Regions from separate parts of the Mus musculus genome. Here region 2 is linked to region 1. Evidence: chromatin contacts called from public promoter capture Hi-C data. All regions are on one chromosome and are shown on one strand. The core of a region is the stretch at or near the end of the contact, and the rest is flanking DNA. Distances in the headings are between cores, read along the strand shown. Region 1 overlaps Tkt (transketolase). Region 2 overlaps Sfmbt1 (Scm-like with four mbt domains 1).

Region 1 (5,769 bases), core at 1,191-3,690:
TGATAATTTTTTTAAAAAAATTTCTCAGTGTTTTCAAATTCCTAGTATGTTACTCTTTGAAATTCAAGGACAATAAAACATTGTTCCAGGGTTTTCAAAACTACAATACTTTACACACACGTCTAATAGTCTTTGTGACCTATCATTTGCATAGCTAAAATTCTTATTTACAAGGATAAAATACTCTAAGTTTAGTAGCACTTCCAAAAAGACCTGCATCCTAGAGAGCTGTTCAATGAAAAACATAATTTAAAATTCAGATCTCCCAGAAGACAACAGCCCCTCATGGAATGACATGTTGATATTGCCAGTTCAGCACTGAGCAGTCATGAGAGAGAGAGAGAGAGAGAGAGAGGGAGAGAGAGAGAGAGAGAGAGAGAGAGCATGCATATACCTTAGCTCTTCATTTTATTATTTATCTATATTTTGCTAAGTTGCTGTGGCTAACCTTGAATTTCTGATCATCCTGCTTCAGTTTCTTTTCTTAACCCCTTGCCCTAATTTAAATCTAATAATATATTTCTTGCCCTCAAAGTCTTCATAAAAAGGCTTACAAATTTGTAATCCTAATATAAGTTCACATCTTGCTTTTTTTTTTTTTTTTTTTTTTTTTTAAAGATTTATTTATTTATTATATGTAAGTACACTGTAGCTGTCTTCAGATACACCAGAAGAGGGAGTCAGATCTCGTTATGGATGGTTGTGAGCCACCATGTGGTTGCTGGGATTTGAACTCTGGACCTTCGGAAGAGCAGTCGGGTGCTCTAACCCACTGAGCCATCTCACCAGCCCATTTTTTTTTATTTTTTTTGATTTTTCGAGACAGGGTTTCTCTGTATAGCCCTGGCTGTCCTGGAACTCACTTTGTAGACCAGGCTGGCCTCGAACTCAGAGATCCACCTGCCTCTGCCTCCCGAGTGCTGGGATTAAAGGCGTGCGCCACCACGCCCGGCTCTCACATCTTGCTTTTTAACACAGTCTCCCTCCCCTCCCCGGCCCCATTTGCGCATAGCATCCATGGCGAGGTGTGGAAGCCAGAGGTTTACTGGAGAATAATAAGGCATCAGGTGCCATTACCTGCTGAGCCCTAAAACATCTAAACAGTCTTTCATGGGCATTTTCTCAGTGTTTAATGAGCAAAGGAAGTTTTTTGTTTTTTGTTTTTTGTTTTCCTTTGGTTTTTCGAGACAGGGTTTCTCTGTATAGCCCTGGCTGTCCTGGAATTCACTTTGTAGACCAGGCTGCCCTCGAACTCAGAAATCTGGCTGCCTCTGCCTCCCGAGTGCTGGGATTACAGGCGTGCGCCACCATGCCCAGTGAGCCAGGGCTGTTTTAGTGGCTGTATAATGTCCTGTAGACATACTATATTTCGTTTAGCCGTGCCTTCTATGCGAAGTGGTTTCCAGATAGCTCTACTGTGTGAACACTGGCTTTATCTTTATCCGAGCTCATGAATTCATCTTTGCAGCTCCTGACCCTTATTTATTTTTTAGTTTCTCCTCTAATCTAGTAGAGCTTTTATTTCTGCTATCTAAAGAGTAGAGTAGATGGAATTTATCACAATTAACATTAAGCCTGCCTGCTGCCTTTAATCCCTCCATTCAGGCTGCAGAGCAGAGTCAAGGCTACATAGTGAGACTCTGTCTTCACAACAAAAAAAGGAATCACACACATTAGGCAGGCACCTCAACCTGAAACTGTTGTTGGTTTTGGACTGGCCTAAGTTTTTAAGCACATCTTATATCTTTGATTTTTTGGGGGAGGGGGCGCAGGGAAGCTAAGGCCTTGATTATAGTAAGCTAGCAACTCTTCTACTGACTTGTTCCCCAAGCCCCAACATCTTTGAATTTTTTGAACCCTGAGCAAGTCTAGTATTAAGAATTCTGTCATTGGCTGGGTATCTCTAGAGAGCGATACTGATACCTGTATTCAAATGGACAGGACAGGCATCTCCAGCTAGGGTTTCTCTAGACCCCCACATCTATTCAGACTAGCATCTCAGGACCTTAGGGTCCCCCCCTCACGTTAGTCTTCTGACCCTCTGGGGCCAGCCTTGTCCCTAATCTTGACATACAAGACTATGCTGTAACCCCGCTTGGTGCCTGTCTGACTTTCCGGATATGTGTTGAGCATGTGACACAACCATTCATATATCCCCCCCCCCCCAAGAAGCTCTTTGTGGAGGTCAGGATCCCTACATGGCTGCCTCTTTGGCTTCTATCATGGGGAGCTGCTGTGTCAGGCCAGAGCTCCCTTGGGGTTTTGGGGCCCCTGGTAACCTGCAGGGAGAGAAAAGGCAACTTGGGAAAACCAAGTTATAGTCCCTCCTAGCCAGGGTAACCAGTGATCCCATCTAACAAACACCTTACAAGAGAAGCCCCAAGCAGGAAGCATGAAGGGAGTTCTGGCTGCGGAAGTGCTGAGTCATGCTGACAGCTCTGACTGCCTGGCCCTGGGCCTGCAGTCACTTTGAGGGCCTTTCTCAGGAACAGCTAGGGAGTATCTATGTCCTCTGTGAGCCTGGCCAGCCGGAGCCACATGGTTGGACACCAGGCAAGATGTAGGGGTACCCCACCCCCATCCTATCACCCCTCCTGCATGTATTTTAATATAGCAAGGAGATGCCAGTCCAGGATGCAGTAACCTTCAGACAAGTCCTTTGACTGTGGAATGTTTTCTTGGTCTCTGGATTTGGAGAATTCATCTCAAGAATGTCACTGAGTTCAGGGCCCTGCACCAGCTATGGCGCTGCTACCTCACCTCCAGACCCTCACCTCTTCTGGGACTCTCAGAACCAGTCCCCTGGCTCTAGCCCCACCCTTCCATGACAAAACTTGTGTTCTCTGAGTGCCGTGTCCTGATTTCATGCTCGTACCTCGCCGCTATGCTTTGAGAAGACCACACTTGCCTGTATTGAGAGGAAGCCCCACGGGAGAAAGGCCTAGGACAAAGTCCTGGGCTTCAAAGGAGCCTGCCTCTGAGACACCTAGTTCCTATGCCAAGCAATTGTGCCTGTTCTTCCCCTAGGTGGACTGAGCCTGGCTCCCAAGTTCCCCTCCTGCTAGAGGACTTGCCTCTCAAGTCCTTCCGACCATGTCTCCTTAGTTTCCTCTTGTCCCCGTCATCTCTTGTGGGCCAGCCATTAGGATCCTAGTGATACTGATGACCCTTCCAGATCCCTGTTGCCCGCTCTCCATAGGCTGCCTGATAGGTTTTCTGGGAAGGGTGGTATTGAGAGCTTCACACTCCCAGGGGAGAGGGACCAGCCCTACAACCTGCCTTTTGTTCACAGCTACCGAGTCTATTGCATGCTGGGAGACGGGGAGGTCTCCGAGGGCTCCGTCTGGGAGGCCATGGCCTTTGCTGGAATTTACAAGCTGGACAACCTCGTTGCCATTTTTGACATCAACCGCCTGGGCCAGAGCGACCCAGCCCCGCTGCAGCACCAGGTGGACATCTACCAGAAGCGCTGTGAGGCCTTTGGGTACGTACGGATGGCCTGAGAGGGGCTCCTTTAAAGCAAGGGCTCTTTTACATGGTTGTACAGCCTACCACCTAGACACAGTTGTATACAGGCTCCGTAAGTTGACCGTGAGGATGGGACAGGAAACCCATGTGTTTGGGGACCCAAGCCAGCCTGGGGGTTAGGGACAGGCTTCCTCCCCTAGAGACCTGATGTCAGGGCTTTCCTACCTGAGATTTCATTGCAGTGAATTCCAAACCAAGTGCTGCAAAGCAGGGAAGCATGCGCCAGCCTGAAGGCTCCTCACCTCAGCATGGCTCCTCAGCCCCAAAGACGAGATACTCTGGATGGAGCTGGTGGCTCTGAGGGGCCACACTGCCTGAGGGGGATTTAAAGGACAGGGTTTGAGGACTTGGGTGAGCATCATGGCTGCCCTTTGTAATGAATCTTGTTGTGACTGTTGGGGGGTACAGCCATCAAGGTATCTTGACCTTACGAAGGGAAGAGGTGGGGGTTAGGAATATTCTTTCGGTTGTGTAGATAAGGAAATGACTACAACAAGCCTGCAGGGTCTTTTCAAGATCATATGTGGCTGGAAACTTGAGTATAATCCTCTAGGGCCTATGTAAACTTGACCCATGACCTTGGACAAATTATAGTTTCTGTGTGTGTTTCTGAGGATGGGACTGGGGCCTCATGTGTTTGGCAAGTGCTACTACCACTGAGCTACATACATACAATCTTCATTAATATGCCCAAAGGTGATGGCGAGGGCCTAGCTCAATGGTAAAGTTCTTTCCTAGCATGTCCAAGTCCTTGGCTTCGCTCCCCAGCTAGGTGCACAGAGTTGTCCCAGTTCCTTGACATGTGGTGGATAACGTGATTGAGTGTAGAAGAGTTGGCAGCATCTGCGGAGGTCAGGTGTGTCCTCCAAATAAACACTGAGCCAAGCGTTTTGTGAATCTAATAACAAGTGGCTTCCAAACTCAGTGCATTGCCTGCAATATGGCTTAGGAGGAAATGAGTGGATCAGGAGAAAAAAGGCAGCGCATAAGCTAAGCTTTGGGTTGTTTGGAAAGAGGGAAATTAAAACTCAGCAAAGGAAGCAGAGTGTAGATTGGAAACAGTAGTGACTTAGACTTAGCAGCTGGAGTTTGGCAGTGAAATGGTATGCATGTGGTATGGTATGGAGCTCCCAGATGCCGGGCCACATCTTTCCTGGGGGCTTTCCAGGGTTCTCTGGCACCTGGCTGCCCCTTACCCTGTGCTGCCTCTGTCCCCAGCTGGCACACCATCATCGTGGACGGACACAGCGTGGAGGAGCTGTGCAAGGCCTTTGGTCAGGCCAAGCACCAACCAACAGCCATCATTGCCAAGACCTTCAAGGGCCGAGGGATCACAGGTCTGTATGTGAGCTTCCCCAGCCCCACAGCCACCACCCTTGAGCTGGAAAAATGCCTGCTCTTGGCTGCTCCTTAAAGTGACAGGTCTCAACTGAGCCAAATGGACGGACAGAAGTTTCCTGAAGGAAAAACCCCTGTACCCTACCTTAGTGTAGGGTGTCACTTAATGGACTGTCCCTGCCTGCTCTGGCCATCTGCCCTGGGCTGCAGTATAGCATAGCACTGTACAGCCCAGGAGCTCCTGGAAAGACCTGAATTCTCACCAAGGAGGCAGTGCAATGGAGTAGCGTGTGGCAGAGGCCTTCGACAGTCCCTAGATGAGGGTTTCCTGCTTGGGGGTGAAGCAGGCATAGTCCCTATGCAACACCAGGGGTGAATGCCGGATCCCAAGGCCTCCTCATTTAACCCTTGCCTACTTTAAAGATGGAAAAATCAGAGTATACATGATCAGAGACAGTGAGAACTCTCACCTAGTTCAAATAGTTATTTAAAAAAAAAAAAAGACAGAAGATAGGACCAGGAATATGTGGTATATTTTTGTCTGTGTCCCAATACTTTGGTGGTGGAACAGAAGAGAGTTTTAGGCTAACCTGGGCTATGTGAGACTGTGTCTCATAAAGGAAAAACGAGCTGGTACAATGATGTGGTGGGTCAGGGTGTCTGCTTCTAAGCCTGACAGTTTTGAGTTAGTCCCTGCAACCCGTGCAGGTTTGGAGGTAGCTCAGCAGCCTGGAAGGGTTGGTCTGTTCTTGGATCTACTTGGGCAGCAGTGGCATTAAGTGTCCTCAGATAGATAAGCCTCACTGGTCCTCGCATGGTAAAGCTCTGAGAGGACCCGACTCTGCTCACAAATGTGTCAGATAAACTTGGCAGTACTTTCTCTCTCCCTGTGTCTTCTGACAA
Region 2 (5,769 bases), core at 2,334-4,833, 170 kb after region 1:
TTGAAGTATTTTCCAACCTTTTCCTCTAGCAGTTTTAGAGTTGCAGATGTTACATTAGGAGTTTTGATCCATTTGAGCTGATTTTTGTTTGGGTTGAGAGGGATGTAGTCTAGATCTCCTGTGTGTGGAAATGGATTTGCCTCAGCTCTGTTTGTTAACAAGCATGTTTTTGGCACCTCTCTTAAACTAGGTGGACATAGGTGTATGGTTTAGATTTTATTCTATTTCTCTGTGTGTCTGTTTTTGCATCAGTATCATGTTGTTAGAATGACTCTGTAGGATATTTTGAAGTGTTGTGCTTCTAGCATTGCTGGTTTTGTTTAGGATTGCTTTGGCCTTATTGAGACTTTTGGGCTTCCGTATGCATTTTAAGTTTGTTTAAAGTTCTGTGAAGAGTGCCGTTGGACTCTGGATGTTGAGTACATTGAATCTGTAGATGGTGTTTTTATGACCATTTTAGCAATTCTCCTGATCTGTGACCTGAGATTTTCTTTCATCTTTTAATGAATTCATTATTTTTCTTCTTTTAAAAAACTCTTTCATTGTATATGTTTCACTTCTCTGGGTAGGTTTATTTCTAGATTTAATTTTTTTAAAAGCTTTTGTGACTAGGATTGTTTAATTTTTTTCTCAGCAATTTTGTTATTAGTGTATACAAAAGCCACTGATACATCCTGCTACTTTACTAAATGTGTTTATAAGAGTGTTGTAGAAGACTTTAGGCCCTTCTAAGAATAAAATCATATCGTCTGCAAAAGCGATAATTCTTGTCTTCTTTTTTATCTTTCACCTGGCTTTTGGCCAAGATTTTAAGCACTGTACTGAATAATGAGAGTTGGCCCCTTCTTTGTTTTAGACTAGAAACAGTTTCAGTTTTGTCTGTTTGTGTTGACTACTGTAATTGGCTATAGTCTATATTATGGCTCTTCAGTCCTTAGTTTCTTTGGAGTTATCATAAAAGGGTGTGTTGAACTTTGTTAAACAGCTTTCTGCATCTGTTGTGATGACGATGCTAATTTTGCCCTTGTTCTGTTATACTACTCCATGTATTTTGAACAGGGAGCAGGCGCATGCACAAACACACACACACACACACACACACACACACACACACACACACAGGATTTATTAGAATGGCTTACAGGCTGTGGTCCAGTTAGTCCAATAATGGCTGTTTTCTCACTAGAAGGACAAGAATATGGTGGTAGTTCAGTCCAGGAGGCTGGATGTCTCAGCTGGTCTTCAGTATGTGTTGGAATCCAGAAGAAAAAGGTTTTAGTATCCTTAAAGACTGCTTTAGCTGGAAGATAGACAGATTAGCTAGTTAGAGTGAGGGAAAGCAGGCCAAAGCAAAAATTTTCTTGTAGTAAGTCCTTTTATGTAGGCTGCCACTAGAAGGTGTGGCCCAGGTTTGGGTCAATCTTCTCACCTCAAATGCTTGAGTTTTAGTTGATTCCAGATGTAGTCAAGTTGACAGCCAAGATTAGCCTGTTTGCTTTTGAGAATAATTTGAGGAGCAGTAATGTTATTTTATCCTTTATTACCACTTCAGTATTACTACTCATTATAGATCTGATTAGGTTTTTTTTTTTTTTTTTTTTTTTTTAATATATATCCTCATGGTTTCATTTTGTTAGGTCATGGGTATCTAGAAATTAGTCTGTTTCTTTATTTTCCAATTTATTGCAATTCCTTTTTCAGAGTATTATTTATTGATCCCCTGAATTTCACGTCATTAATTAACTTTATTAATTTGGGTCTGTGCATTCTTGGGTTCAGCATTTCTCTACCTCATTATTTTTTCAGAGAACCAACTCTGTTTTCCTGACATTTAGGAGGAGTATCATCCCTTCTGTCCTTTTGTCACCATTTCATTTGTGGAATTTATTATCTCTAATTTTGGGGCCTGGCTTATTTTTGTTTAAGATTCTGAGGTACATTGTTAGGTTTTACTTAAAGATGTTTTTTGAGACAAGGTTTCTCTGTGTAGTTCTGGAACCTGCTCTGTAGACCAGGTCTCAAACGCAACAGAGATCCAGGTGACTCTGCCTCCAGTGCTGGGACTAAAGGTGTGTGCCACCATGCCTGGCACAGGTAGTAGATTTTAATGAACATAGTACATGTAAACACTTCTACCAGAACACCCTACCAGATTATTAGAGTTGTTTTTGTTCTTCTTCAAAACAAAACAAATGAATAAACCAAAAACCAAAACTGTTCTAATCATTAATACCCGTGACACCACAGTTGCAAGTTTTATGTATTAACTCTTTTTCCCCATTCCACTTCAATAATCTTCTATAACTGCTGTAAAGGAAGAGTTTTCAGTAGTATCTGGATTTTCTTTTATATCACCAGTGGTTTGAAGGTAGCACTTAGAGGAATTCTCCATCAGCCAAGTCCCTGCTTGCTTTATAAGGCCAGAGCTTCATTTTTGGACTCCTTGAGGCTGTATCAATCACCTTTTCTCCTGGCACACACAGCAGTCTACATACTCCCCCCCACCCCCAGACAGGGTTTCTCTGTGTAGCCCTGGCTGTCCTGGAACTCACTTTGTAGAACAGACTGGCCTTGAACTCAGAAATCCGCCTGTCTCTGCCTCCTGAGTGCTGGGATTAAAGGCATGGGCCACCATGTACATACTCTTCTTATATTACAGTTCTAATTATTTGTCAACCCTCCCCTGGCTCTATGAGCTCAAGGTTAGAGACTTGGGTTGTTTTTTTTTTTTTTTTTTTTTTTTGGTTTTTTCAAGTCAGGGTTTCTCTGTGTAGCCCTGGCTGTCCTGGAACTCACTCTGTAGACCCGGCTGACCTTGAACTCAGAAATCCACCTGCTTCTGCCTCCCAAATGCTGGGATTAAAGTTTTGTTATTTCTCTTCAATACCATACACAGAATTTACCTCAAACAGATACTAGATAAATTACTAAAGATAAAAACTGAAGACACAGAAACGCTAGGCTGGGACAGCATTTGTAAAGTTATTTTTATTTAAAAATGTAAATTTCCTGTAAATGTGAAACAATTGTTTGCTCAGATCTCATTTTGTCATTCCCATACTCGGGAGCCTTCCGTGAGGATGAAAACCAATCTAAACTCCCATGTGGCCAGCACTGCCCTTGTGATTGCTTCCTTGCCCACTTCTGCCATTTTCGGTTGTCCCACACTCCTTCCGCATGGACCATTTGTGCCTCTCAAGTGCCTTGGACCTAGTGACCTTTGATGGCGAGCGAGGGTCAGCTCCATTGTCTTACTCAGTCCTGACTGTTATTACCTTCATGCTAGGTGCTCCTTTCCTGTCACGGTTTTATTTATGATGCTTATTCCTACATGACGTGCTCTTGTTTTTAGCTAGTTTTAGTTCATTGTAAGACTTTAAAACATACTTAATAAATACTAAAACTGATGCATATAAGAATACTTTACATACTGTTCCTTGTTGGAGAAATAGAAGTATGTTCTCTAATTCACTGTTGCTTGTATTTACTGTTGGGAAATCCATGTAGACAAGAGCTGTGTTTGTCTTTGTTGCTTTTCCTGGGGTGATAAAAGCAAACACCGGTTCTCCCCAGGTCAGACACCAAGGACAGTCTGAGTAACACTTCCACCAGAGTCCAGCTTGGTGAGCTCAGAGGGGTGAGGGGTTACGTACAGGACTGTAGGTAACGCCAAAGCAGCAGTATCGCTAGGTCTCATCCCATTATGGTGACTTCTTCATGGCTGCGTGTTTCAGGCACTGTATACTCTATGGCCTCCTGAGACTATCTGCAGCTTATACAAAGTCAACATACAGCTGGAATGGAGGTTTAGGCATAAGTGGCTGGAATCTCAGGTGAGGGTCTTTTGCAGTTAGCACAGCTGCTCTGGTGAAGATGGTAAAGGCTGTTGGGAAGACAGAATTCATCATGGCCTCCTAGTACTGAGAAGAATGTCTGGACATATATGCATGTTAAGTGGAGGTATGTGGACAACAAGCAATTTCGAGGCTTGTTTTGGTTTTAAAGGTGAGAAGCCAGTATCTTGCCATGTTTTGTTGCTTGCAGTTTTTTTTTTCTTCCTCTCTCCTTCCTTTCCTCTTTCTTTCAAGATAGTCTCACTCTGGGAGTGAACTCATTACAGCATGATACAGGGCTTATTTGATTAATGTTTTAGGTTAGCAAGGTTCCTTTCCCCAATGTCACTTCTAAAAATTACAGTAGTAAAAATTAAAAGCACTGGTTGCTCTTCCAGAGGACCCAGGCTCAATTCCCAGCACCCACATGGTGGCTTACAGCTGACTGTAACTCCAGTTCTAGGAGATCTGATACTCTATTCTGGTCTCTGCAGACACTGTGTATGCACATTGTGCACAGAGGTCTATGCAAGCAAAACACACATACACATAAAAAAATTAAAAATACTGCTGGGCGTGGTGGTGCATGCCTTTAATCCCAGCACTTGGGAGGCAGAGGCAGGCGGATTTCTGAGTTCAAGGCCTACCTGGTCTACAGAGTGAGTTCCAGGACAGCCAGGGCTATACAGAAAAACCCTGTCTTGAAAAAAACACAAATAAAAAAAAACCTTAAAAAGTCATAGTAATTTATAATGTCCATTTTCCCAAGAAAGCTGAGCCTCTTCAGATATTTGCAGTGTATTTTGCTCTCAGCAGAACCTTCAGGACTGAGCACCAGGCCGTTTGCTGTGTTTTGAGGGAGGAGGAGTTATGAAGAAGCACCTAGTTCTCAGGCTCAGCGTGGGAGTGGAGTGGAGGACGCTCACTTGCATTGCCCTGGGGTGACTGCTGAGAGCATGTCCCTTGCAGGATGGCAGCTTCAGAAACAAGTCTGTTGCTCCACTTGCCTTTCACCATTGTTAATAAATACCTGCTCTAGGCCTGCATCTGGGGAGAACCTGTGATCTCTTAGACAGGGAGACAGCTACTGGGGCACAAGAGGACCTTATAGGCATTAGGCTTTGTTGGTTATTGTTTTCCTTCCCCATCTTCCGTAAATAGGGAAAGGCATGCACGCATTTGTGTATGTATGTTGATCTTTAGTGTTTTACTGGATGGGATTGATTGGGGCAAATTTAGGAAAATTGGACTCCAGTAATTTTAGAATTTGTAGTTAGCTTACAAAGAAAATGTTACAGGAAACCATTTACTATTAAAGATAAGCATCTCATATTCGCATGAAATGTGACTGGTCTTTATTGTTTCTGCTATGCTGTGTACTCCAGGTTAGTTGACTGGTAAGCCTGAAGGTGATTCTTCTGGGTCTGCTTCCTGTTTTACCATAGGAGTGCTAGAATTACAAAGGAAAGTTAGTTTCCTCTAGTGGGATCACACTGGGTATATTAACCACATTTAGGGATAGGCCCCATGCCAGCAGTAGATAGCCCTGCACAAAACAGACAATGATGTTGTTAGATTTTTGTCACATATGACTTTGCTTGAGCATTTTTTCTTACTAGTCTTTTGCTTATATATCATGGCTTCCAATTTTGTGTTTTTATGGGTCTAGGGTGGGGTGTGTGTGTGTCTGCTTACATTTCTTTTTTTGTCTTTTTAAAATTTTGTTTTGTTTGCCTGTTTAAAGGGCATGGAGTTGGGTGGGTAGGAGGTGGAGAGGGTCTGGGAGCAGTTTGGGGAGGAGAATCCATGATCTGAATATATTATATAAATTTTTTTCAATTAAAAATCCAAAAATAAAATGCTTTTCTAAAAACTGTTTTTTTTTTTAGAGGGCTGGGGGAGGGTGCTGGGGCTATAGCTTATTGTTAGAGTTCTT

The links. Capture Hi-C pulls out chosen DNA fragments and counts their contacts.
Region 2: a contact with region 1 is called in a promoter capture Hi-C map of liver. The contact joins two enhancer-like sites. A contact is called at or near these places in 1 of 39 promoter capture datasets (pre-B cells) and 3 of 9 other capture datasets (adipose tissue, liver and pancreatic islet).

Annotation. Positions count from the first base shown.
Region 1 is chr14:30,562,196-30,567,964 of GRCm38.p6, forward strand. It overlaps Tkt (transketolase), which reads left to right. Exons shown (of 14, transcript NM_009388.6): 5 at 3,293-3,484; 6 at 4,747-4,865. Among named protein-coding and RNA genes, the nearest start is that of Mir3076, 7.1 kb to the right of the region's middle. Within about 2 kb of position 2,441, at least 130 of the 459 cell types and tissues checked have an H3K27ac peak or open chromatin away from gene starts, as enhancers often do. A contact at or near this core is called in liver, where this site is marked.
Region 2 is chr14:30,731,273-30,737,041 of GRCm38.p6, forward strand. All of the region lies in intron 1 of Sfmbt1 (Scm-like with four mbt domains 1), which reads left to right. Among named protein-coding and RNA genes, the nearest start is that of Sfmbt1, 19 kb to the left of the region's middle. Within about 2 kb of position 3,584, at least 7 of the 459 cell types and tissues checked have an H3K27ac peak or open chromatin away from gene starts, as enhancers often do. A contact at or near this core is called in liver, where this site is marked.